Regions from separate parts of the Mus musculus genome. Here region 2 is linked to region 1. The links are chromatin contacts, called in public capture Hi-C maps. All regions are on one chromosome and are shown on one strand. The core of a region is the stretch at or near the end of the contact, and the rest is flanking DNA. Distances in the headings are between cores, read along the strand shown. Region 1 overlaps Kcnab1 (potassium voltage-gated channel, shaker-related subfamily, beta member 1). Region 2 overlaps Gm40066 (a long non-coding RNA gene).

Region 1 (5,754 bases), core at 2,776-5,275:
TCCTTCGCCTGCTTGCTGTGTGAGACTGAGTAACTGCTAGATCCTTGGACTTCCATTCACAGCTGCGACTGAATCATTGTTGGGAATTGGGCTGCCGACTGTAAGTCATCAATAAATTCCTTTACTATCTAGAGACTATCCATAAGTTCTGTGACTCTAGAGAACCCTGACTAATACAATGGCTATACAAGCCTCAAGAAAAGGAACATGAACAAGGTGAACAGTAATTAGTATAGACATCATACTTAATGATTCAGGAATTCTAGATGATTAGTTTTGGCAATGAGCTCTACATGAAAAAGACTTGATTTCAAGCATGTTTTAAAATCAAATTCTTACTAAAATGTAATTTAACTTGAAAAATCATCATCATATTTTGTCAATAAATCTTAAAAGTCTATATATTAAAGTGCCTCTTCTTTTTGCCATTAGTCACAAGTGGTCCACACTTTACATCTATCACCACTTCAATGATATAATGTGTTCAATGGCTTTCTCCCTGGAGAATTACCCTGCAATTGACAATAGCAGAAAAACAACTCCAAACCCGCATGGGACACAACGTCTCTGTCAATCCATGTGCAGAGTGACTGAAGTTGTCGTGAGCCTTCCCTTATTCTGAGCTCAAGGCAAGAATTTGAAATGGATACTGACGTATGAAAGTGAGAGAATTAACAAGGGACTCTCAGTGGTTCTAAGGAGAGATGTATCCTCATAGGAAGGAAGACATAGGATGTTGGGCTGATTTTTTCCCCTACGATTGGAAACCATGCCACTATTGGCAGATAGTATAGCAGAGACAGATGGCCCAGCAGCTGCTGTGAAAGAAAAATGCCTTACTACTAGGTGAACCATGAAAAATAATGAGAAGGACAGAGAGAAAAAAACGTACACGCGCGTGTGCTCCCCTCTACTGTCACATTTTCCTGTCAGCACAAAACCAAATTGTATTCTGTCAGGTGGCAGATCGCAAACGAAGTGCTTTGATTTCCTCCACTGACTGCACATTTGGAAACTACCACCATTCTCTTGATAGAACTTGCTTTTCGTCTTTTGATTTTTGGCAAGAATGGCAGGGATGGGTAGCAACGGCGCAAGGGATACACGATGCCCATATATGGTGAAGAAGGTGCAATGACTGATCTTTTTCTGGCTCAATTGGTTGAAATTTGATATGCAGAAGTTGGCCAAAACTCATCCTGGTTTATTTTAGATACACCCCCAATTAGCACTGATTCATGGCATTTTTAACAGCTTGAAATGGAAATGTGACTTTGAGCTACCCAAAGCGTGCACACAGATGATCTTGACACTCACAGAGTTGGTGGCTAGAAGCCACCCAGTGTTTCATGCTGGTTGCTTTATTCCTCTCCTTTGGGTAATCGGCAACAGTGAGGGGCTATTGATGCCTTGGCTGGGCTGCTTCATTGGAGAGCTGCTTCAGCCTCTCTAAAAGAATTAGCCTCTTCACCGATGAGAATTCTAATGTTTGGAATGAATGAGGATCTACAAATGCTGAGCTCTGGCGTATTGATACACATGCAATTAATATATGCTTGGTAATTACTGCTGTGTCACTAATTGCAAATAGAAATGGGTCCAACTAAGTTGTGATGTACTGAGATAATAAAAGCAGGTGAATGGTATTAGAGATTGTTTCTGCTATTATTTGAAGATATTGGCTGGGTGAATACCTGAAGATGTTTTTGTCATTTTGTCTGGAAGAGCCGAATAAGGGCTGTAGAGTTACACTGACTAGCGGTTACCGAAAGGTTCCAAGGGTAGTTCTGGTAATATTCAGCCTGTCTCCTAGGCATTTAGGAGCACTAGTCATCCTCCCAGGTAAACCGCAATGTGCCCGTATAACTTTGACTTATGTGCAGGCATGCAGGATTCACATTCATTGCCAGCCTGAATCTTAACACAGAGTCTAGAAACAACTCAGGTATATCCCCAATCCCTGCACTTTGAGGAAGTCATCTTGTCTCTGTACTTCACTTTTTTCTTTCGATATTCCAGCCCTTGCCTTGTTAGAGTAAAGCAGGAAAGACTGTACAATCTGTGCGTCCATAACCAGAATCGGACTCTGGTATTTCTATTTGATCTATAAATAAGTGATTATAAATTATAGGCAATTATGGAATATAACTTTATCAGAAAGCTAGAATAAGCTACACGGAAACCATTTGGGGTGAGTCTTCCTGAGAACAGCCTGGAGCGCCTGTTCACTAGACCCAAGGCAGAGGAAACTTCAGGGTTGGTAGTCTGCTGGGGGTGGTGTCTGGCTGGCAGCAGGGAGAGGTGGAGGGACTGCATTCCAGTACAAGGTGGTAATCTCTGCTAAGGGAGCTACAGAGGCCTATGCTTTGTGACTTACTCAGTAGGTGGGAAATACCCATTGTTTAACACTCTTCGTACAATGACTAAGTATGATATAGCTTCCCACTTTACCTTGTAGAACTTTATTTGAAAATCTTAGGGAAAAACGTAATTTTCTCCAATTTCAGGAGAGGTTAGATAATGCTACATTACAGACTCTATCAGGGAATAGCAGTCTGTTCTTTAAAAAAAAAATACTTGGAAATTTCTTAACTAAATTTCAACATACCATTGGTATTTATACAAGAGACACTTAACCTGTTAGCATCACATGGCTGGAGAATTTCCTTCTTTTACCCACATACTGTATCCTTTTCACTTGAGAGGCCCTTATAATATGGTTTTCTTTTTATAGCTATACTGCAGCTTATATTTCCTGATTGAGGGGCTACAATATATCCCTAAAATTAAAGGTAAAGTAGGATGCAGGATAGGTAGGAGGACAAACTCAGCTGTTGTCTATATGTACATGGTGTAACTGTAACAGACACCATTCCAAAGAGGAAAAGAGCCACCAGGTACTTAAAATGGAGAAACAATTAGCCTTTTAAAATCCAATATTTTATTTGGTAGTTTTGCTGACTAAATGGCTTTAGTGCTCTGTTTGAATGTATCTTTGTGAATTGTGTGACAGCATGCTATTATTGAAATAAGTATCTCTAATACTATTTATGATCTGCATATCAAACAGCCTTTGTTTTGACAGATACACACACACATATATATGATATGTAAACACAGATAATAATGTGTATATAAATATATGTATATACACATAGTTTCTCTGTATTTGGGAAAGATAAATGGCAATACAAATAGTCTCCATAACATATGTTTGAAATGAATGACGATCTACAAAATGCAACTTAGAAAATTCCTATGAACTTGAATCATTCATATTCTCCTTAATTTCCATAATCTAACAGTAAGAACAAATCTTCACAGAACAAATCTTATTTCTCAGTCATCCCAGGTAAGATTGACAAATGGATACAATTGAAAATGTGGCTTTTTGAGTATTCTAAAGGCTTTCACAGGGGACAAGCTGTGGTTTTCTGACAGGGGGGACAGGAGCACAGCTTGCAGAGAACCAAACCCAAACTGCAAAGAAGAGCCTTATTAAGTAGGTCTGCCTGTCCAATGCCTGCTCACTCACAGCATGTCTCAGCATTTATCAGGCAGGATTGCAAACTAATCAGACTTAGCATCATTATAGAAAAGGAAGCTCTGTAGAGGAGCCTCAGAAACAGTGGTTGGATTATCTGAGTAACGTAATCGTTTCAGTTGATGAAATCATAAAAGTGAAGTGAATCTGGAAGAAATGAGTATTTTGCAACCAAGAAAGGAAACTGAAAATAAAGGTAAAGAAGGAAGTTAGAAGGAGGAAGAGGAGGAGGAGTGGGGCGGGGAGGAAAATAAACCTACGTAGTAGTCTCTTGGCTTTTGGGGTCAATACAGAAGCTAAAGGACATTGGAAAGGTTTTATTTTTTTAAATTCTAGCTTAACAATCTGAACATACTTCATTACTTACTGTAGTAGAAACAGTCTTCAGGCTAGGTCCAGCAATTCTGTAGCCTCTTTTTCTTATTAGATTCTTTTACTCACCTTCCATGGGAGTGTTGCTGTCTGGGCGATTTGCAAAGACCACATCCACGTATTCCAGTTGCAGCCTCTGGAGGGAGCCTTTCAGTCCTAGCAGCAGAAGCAGAAAACAGAATATAACCAAAGGCCCAAGAAGTCCAAATAGGACCACACTTAGAAAGTGCTTGAGTTTGATTTCTTTCAAGAATTTACTTAAAAACAAACACTGAGTTAATTACAAGAGTCCTCTTGAACAGGGCACAGCAAGACGATAGCAGCAATTGCTTACCTTCAGAAACATCAGTTGGAGTTATTTCCATATGACTAACCTTCACAAGAGTTAAACCAGAAGAAAGATGATAGTGTCTGGGTTTTAGTATAATAATGGAAAATGATGTTTGAGCAAGCCGGAGGGAAACCCTCCAAATCCAAGAATCAAACAGCCTAGAGAACCACAGAGGCTCTCACCATTCCCAGTGCTCCTAATACAGTTCTTTATGCTATGGTGACCCACAACCATAAGATTATTTTTTCACTGTTATAAATTGTAACCTAAATATCTGTGTTTTCCGATGGCCTTAGGCGACCCCTGTAAAAGGGTCACTTGGATCAAAGGTTGAGAGCAAATGGCCTAGAGAGAGACACTTTTTGGGAGGGGAGGGAGACTTGAACCAACCTCTCACTAGGGTGAAATTCAGTACTGAGTAGACTCCTCCACCCTGCCCTTGCTCCCAGGCTAATCTTCACAGAGAGTCTCTGGATCCACCCCAGAGCTAGGCAAGCATCTCTGACATTGGTGAGCTGGACCCGGGTTCTCACTTACACAATTGCTAACTCAGCCAGTATACCAGTTCTAAAGGTTGTAGCATCAGGTATGACACTACTTAACACCAATCTTGTTAGCCAAGGGATTACCTCCACTATTCACCTTCAATCTCAGGCAGCAAGTTCAAAGACATTTTATTTGCAAGTAACGTATGATGGAAAGAGGTATAGAACTTTTACTTGAAACTCAGTGCTGGGGCTGTAGATTCTTCCCATGAACAACACCCATGCAGAAAAGCCTGGATGTCACATAAAATTCCAGTTTGCATTGCCTGTACCTGGCTGCAGTGGTGTCCAGCCAAAGGGACGACATCACCAGACAGGCCATGGAAACATAGTTACACTGGACTCAGGAACCTAAGGGCTCCAGAGAGGCACCCAAACCTGGCCTTTTGAGCTGCATCCCTTGTGGTAAGGCTCAGGGCTGCTTAGAACCCTGTTGTTCCTGACTGCAGGCTAGTGATTGTAGATGAGGTGTTCGGTCCTGAGATTGGATCACCTTATCTAGGCAGTCCCCTAATCTACCACATACAGCGGTACCAATTGCAACAAACCTAAGCTAGGGATAGCAGAATAGCAGCACTAGTTTTGAATTTACTGGGACTAGCGCCCTCTAGTGTTGCAACCGTGGGCAATAAATACAGGCTCCAGAACGACCTTCTTAGAATTCCCAGGCCAGGCACCATTAAAGCCAAGTAGTGACAGCTGGAATACACGCCGAATGCTTCAGTGCATGGATGCTGTCAGATACTAACAAGCATCGAGAGCTTCCAGGGAGCTGAGATGTCAAAAGCCGATGATGAGGTGGTGGATATGTTGGCCTCTTGGACAAGAATTCAAAACAGTTATTTGATGGAAAGTCGTGAACTTCAAGAAGATACAGAGAAGCTGAGCATGGTGACACATGGCTGTACTTCCAGCACTAAGTATGTTGAGGCAGGAGGATTGCAACTTAGAAGCTTGTCTGA
Region 2 (5,220 bases), core at 2,630-5,129, 200 kb before region 1:
GATGGATGTTTTAAAGAGATTGAAATTTTAAGACTATGTAAAGACTGTGGAACTTTTAAAGTTATTTAGATCTTGGGGATGAATAAGAATGTAAGGGTTGAGGCTTACTAGTGATGTGTTTGTATCAAGTTGACAAGGGGTCAATTGTACTGGCTAGTTTTGTGTCAACTTGACACAGCTGGAGTTATCACAGAGAAAGGAGCTTCAGTTGAGGAAATGCCTTCATGAGATGCAACTGTAAGGCATTTTCTCAATTAGTGATCAAGGGGGAAAGGCCCCTTGTGGGTGGGACCATATCTGGGCTGGTAGTCTTGGTTCTATAAGAGAGCAGGCTGAGTAAGCCAGGGGAGGCAAGCCAGTAAGTAACATCCCTCCATGGTCTCTGCATCAGCTCCTGCTTTCTGACCTGCTTGAGTTCCAGTCCTGACTTCCTTTTGTGATAAACAGCAGTTGGAATTGTAAGCTGAATAAACCCTTTCCTCCCCAACTTGCTTCTTGGTCATGATGTTTGTGCAGGAATAGAAACCCTGATTAAGACATTAGGACTGTCCTCGATGAAAATGTATACTCATACTACATTCCCACATACATTTTTAGTGTGCTGTGGGAAAGGGAGTAAAATATTAGGGGGGGGGGGAGAGTCATGTGATAGCAGCAACGCCCTTCCTAAGATGAAAACACACAGTCAAAGCCTGAAGAAAATAAGGGACAAGGAATGGGAGCTCCAGAGGAGAAACTTCCTGGGGAAATGGCACAGCATGTGTAGGCTCCGGGATCGAGGCATGCTTGGTCTGTTAGCAGGAATCCTAGAGCCAGTTTGATTGGAGTAGAATAAACAGGGATACTGCTTAGGTCTTTAAAACAAAAGTCAATGTACTTTACATTTAAAAAAGAACACTCCCGGCTTCTGTGTGGAGAAGAGCTTTTGTAGACTGCAAAGAATGGAAACAAGATTAGTTAGTAGGCGAGAGATTATGGTGGTCTGAACTAGTGTGGTAGCTATTGCTGGTTAGATTCTGGACACATGCGGAGTGGTACTGAGAGCACTAGCTATTGCATTCGGGATAGGAAGGAAATTGAAGACCCAGGAATGATTCCATTTGTAACTTAAACAAGTAGAAGAATCGGGCTGTCGTTTCACCGGGAGGAATGAGCTTTGGGAAACAAGGAGAAGGAAAAGTGTAGATTTGGCTATTATTAAGACATACTAGATAACACTTATAGAGATGCTAATAGTCAATTAGATAATGAAGTCTAGCAATTTGGGAGAAGTTGTAGTTGTTTGCTATTGAAACCAAGAATGTCCTTAATTTTATTATTTTTTTAATTTTTACTGCTTCAATGTGTATGTGTGTGTTTGTGTGTCTGTCTGTCTGTCTGTTTGTCGGTGAGTGAAGACCAGAGGGTAACTTGTGGAGTTGGCTCTCGGTTTTTACTTTGTGTCCCAGGGATCGGACTTTGGTCATCAAGCTTGCCATCAAGCTTTACACTGAGTCATTTCCCTGCTCTGAAACTCACACGTCATGGCTAAGTCTATAGCAAACACACTTGCTTCTCCATTTGACATTGCTGTGACAAAACTTCTCCTGGGAAGACATAGCACACACATCTCGTTGCCCCACCTAGAGAACCTGAGAAAGACCAAAGTCCAATTTGGTGAACCGATGTGTCTTATTGGGGGTTACATAGAGGAGCAGAAACAGCTCAAAGGCAGCTTTGTCACCCCAACGTGGGTGACAGCTCACATAAGCTGGGGGCCTGGAATACACTGAGCAGCCTGCAGGCAGCTCTGACAGGCAGGCTGGAGAGTGCTCTTTCCAGGTGCCTCAGTCTAAAACTCTTCCTGGCAGCGCTGCTGGTTTCTGTTCCTCCTGGGCAGCCGGTAGTGTTCATTTCAGAGAAGGGAGTTTTATTCTCATACAGCATTTAAATGAAGCGCTGCTCTCTGGGTTGGTCCACTCATTTTCTAACGGATACAATGGCTTTCCTTCTCCGTGAGTACGAGCTTAGTAAGCACAACCAGGAAAGAAAAGAGTGGAGAAAGTGTTCTTGCAGCAAGTGAGGCACACACAGGGGATGTTTCCCAAAGCTGCTCCTCTCTCAACAAAGCAAGGGAGTTTCTAAAAACAGGGGACACTCACATACATTCTTAGAGGGAAGACTCAGCATCATAGACTCAGTTGGAAGTCATGTGTTTTTAGACATTCATTACATGTTCAAAAAAAAAAAAATCCAAAGATGGCAGATAGTAATTTTCTTTTTCTGGGCAGAGAATTTAGTATCATAGTCAGCTAAGTTTGCTTTAATTCACCTAAAAAGGGCTAAGTACAATGACTCGACAGTTTCACCGATTCCTGGTTTCTCCCGAGGGCCCAACAGAAAGCTAAGGGTGGTTTAAGCTGCACACTTAACAATCACTTAAAGGAAAGAGACTCCACCCTCACTCCAGGTTTATGTGATTGTTCTATAGGGTCCCTGCCGGCTGCCCTGCTGTTTCTCCAGCAGAGGCAAACTGTCGGGAGATAATGTACAGCTCCCCTGCCCAGCTGTGCCCTGGCAACCCCACGGAAGGAAGCCTGCCGCAGAAGAAGTGACTTTCAGGATGATGAAGTGAAACAGGTGACATTCACATCTCTTCAAGGAGGTCTAAGGAAAAACAGCAAAGCCAAGCATATTAAAATACGAAGATTAAAAAAAGAGTACAAACGTAAGCAACCTTATAGTAATGCAAGCTAAATATGTCTCTCAAATGAAAACGTATAGTATCAATTTGAATCCCTATTATGTATTGGCTTCTTGCCTATAGACCTTAAAGATGCAGCTGTCTCTTATTTTCAAATGTTAAACAGATGGAAATTCAGTGTACCAGTGAAGTCTATATTAAGCCAAAGAAAATATTTGCAACATTATTCAGTGTGTGCATTATTTTGACTTCAGCAAGATTTTATTTTTTGTTTTCTGAAGAGTTAGAGCTAATTAGAAGTCAAAATTCTGATTTTTTTTTCTCCTCCACACTCAAGGAGTGTATTTACACTGAAACTGATAATCTTTTGGTTTGAAAGTTTTACCAAAGAGTAGTGTTTCTTCGGTTAAAAATAACCTCTTGTTGAAATGAAATCTGTGTGACCATGAGAGATGGAAACCAAAACTGCTTTTTTTTTTTTTCAGCTTCAAAGGGAAAAGCCAGGACATTTAGCTGCATCAACAGAACACCAGGTACAACCTACTGGAAATAAATGGGCTAGTTGTATAAAGTGACCCAGAAAAAAAAAGACCCAACACAATGATTGACATTATTTATATTTATTTCACTTTTGTTGAATGCCTCTGTAAGAAGTTGCCAAGCACACATGTCTGAACAAATGAGACAGAACCTCTGCCTTTGTATGGAATAACATATATTACACAAGTCAACATGTAATTAATTAGGCTTTTAAACATTGATCTCCGTGTGTGTGTGTGTGTGTGTGTGTGGTGTGGTGTGTGTGTAAGATGTGTGTGAGCATGGGTGTATACTGAAGGTCGGAGAGCAACTTTTGGAAAGACAGTTGTTTCCTTCCATTGTGGGTCCTGTGAATGGAACTCAGGTCTTTAGGCTGGACTCCATGTGTCACAGGTTATACAGCTATTATTTACACACTGGGCTACCTGTCTGACTTTATAGTTACAGATTTTGAACATTGTTTGAGAAAGTTCCATGACTGAGACTATATCTAGACTGGAGAGGTGAGGGAAAATGTGCCTGGTCAAAAACCATATGAGTAAACTCTGATGATTAAACAGCAAGTAGGTCAAAGGTCAATGTGGGAGTAGTACATAGTGGGCAAGAGACAAATACGGGAAGTGAAAGTCAGAATGGTGAAGGTATGGCACATACAAGAGAGCCAGTGTGTCTGGAAACAGAAAATGAAAGGGGTGTGGTGGTGACTGGAGAGGGTTTGGTGGTTATACACATTGTGGCATAATTAAGGATTATAGCACAAAATTAAAGTCGGTGTGCTTCAATTAAAATAATGTGGGATGGCCACTGGGAGGTGGTGATGCATGCCTTTCATTCCAGCACCAGAGGCAGAGGCAGAGGCAGAGGCAGAGGCAGAGGCAGAGGCAGAGGCAGAGGCAGAGGCAGAGGCAGAGGCAGAGGCAGAGGCAGAGGCAGAGGCAGAGGCAGAGGCAGAGGCAGGCAGATCTCTGTGAGTTAAAGGCCAGCCTACTCTACAGAGCTAGTTCCTGAACAGCCAGGGCTACACCAAGAAACCCTATCTAAAAAAGAAGAAGAGGAGGAGGAGGAGGAGGAGCAGCAGCAGCAGCAGCAGCAGCAGCAGCAGCAGCAGCAGCAGCCAGGGAGATGGCTCAGCAGTTAAGAGTTCTTCCACAGGACCAGGGTTTGATTCCTAGCACCTACATGGTCACTTACAACTGCTTGTATCACCAGTTCCAGAAGATCTGATACCTATGGGCAAGAAGTGTGTGATACACAGATAGACATATAGACAATACAGCTATGTGTGTGAAATAATAAAATAATAAGTTAAAAAATTTTAAAGAAAGAAAATGGTGTGATCATATTTTATTTTCAAAAGTCAGTCTGTAATCAGGGAGATGATAGGTGTGGCAGCATGACTATAACCCCAGTACACAATGGGAAACAGAGGCAGGAAGATTGCCGAAAGTTTTAGGCTAGCTTGGGATATATAGCAAGATCCAGGCCAGGCTACAAAGTAAGACCCTGTCTAAAAAATGGGGGGCTTTGTGTTGGTAGGGAACTGTTTCAATTTCAGTAATAAAAATTCAGTTTCAGTAATAAATAATTCAGGATAAGCATAGGATTGGGACCCAAACTATCTTTTCATTTATTTATTTTGAGACCTAGTACTGCTATGTAGTACTGGTAAGCTGGCTGTGAACTCACAGCCCAGGATGGCCATGGACTCGCTGGAGTATGACGTCCTCCTGCCTCACTCCGCCTTCCAAGTGATAGGTCATAGGGATGCTCATTTATTTCCACATGGCTCAGACCGAGCAGGGTTTTACTGCTGAGAGGTAACATGACAAGAATGAATCAGAGGAACAGACCCAGACGAAGTATCAGACGTTCGTAGATACTTGGGCCCACTTTGCTCAGAGGTGCCTGGGATGCCGTACAGAACTCTGATGGGACAGGTCAAAGGGCACAGGAGGCAAACTGGAGATATTACTGAGCACTCTGGGACAGTGTGAGTG

What was found. Capture Hi-C pulls out chosen DNA fragments and counts their contacts.
Region 2: a contact with region 1 is called in a capture Hi-C map of macrophages, with 3 times the contacts expected there. The contact joins two enhancer-like sites. A contact is called at or near these places in 1 of 39 promoter capture datasets (macrophages), 9 of 484 Hi-C or Micro-C datasets (the HL-1 cell line, the N1E-115 cell line, bone marrow-derived macrophages and 6 more), 7 of 115 datasets of contacts at active chromatin or transcription factors (bone marrow-derived dendritic cells, bone marrow-derived macrophages, double positive thymocytes and 3 more) and 2 of 9 other capture datasets (bone marrow-derived macrophages and macrophages).

Annotation. Positions count from the first base shown.
Region 1 is chr3:65,317,737-65,323,490 of GRCm38.p6, reverse strand. It overlaps Kcnab1 (potassium voltage-gated channel, shaker-related subfamily, beta member 1), which reads right to left. Exons shown (of 14, transcript NM_010597.5): 8 at 3,986-4,072. Among named protein-coding and RNA genes, the nearest start is that of A330015K06Rik, 18 kb to the right of the region's middle. Within about 2 kb of position 4,025, at least 40 of the 459 cell types and tissues checked have an H3K27ac peak or open chromatin away from gene starts, as enhancers often do. A contact at or near this core is called in bone marrow-derived macrophages and macrophages, where this site is marked.
Region 2 is chr3:65,514,635-65,519,854 of GRCm38.p6, reverse strand. Gm40066 (a long non-coding RNA gene) reads right to left here. Exons shown (of 3, transcript XR_867346.3): 3 at 2,563-2,646. It also overlaps Gm38503. Among named protein-coding and RNA genes, the nearest start is that of Tiparp, 11 kb to the left of the region's middle. Within about 2 kb of position 3,879, at least 74 of the 459 cell types and tissues checked have an H3K27ac peak or open chromatin away from gene starts, as enhancers often do. A contact at or near this core is called in bone marrow-derived macrophages and macrophages, where this site is marked.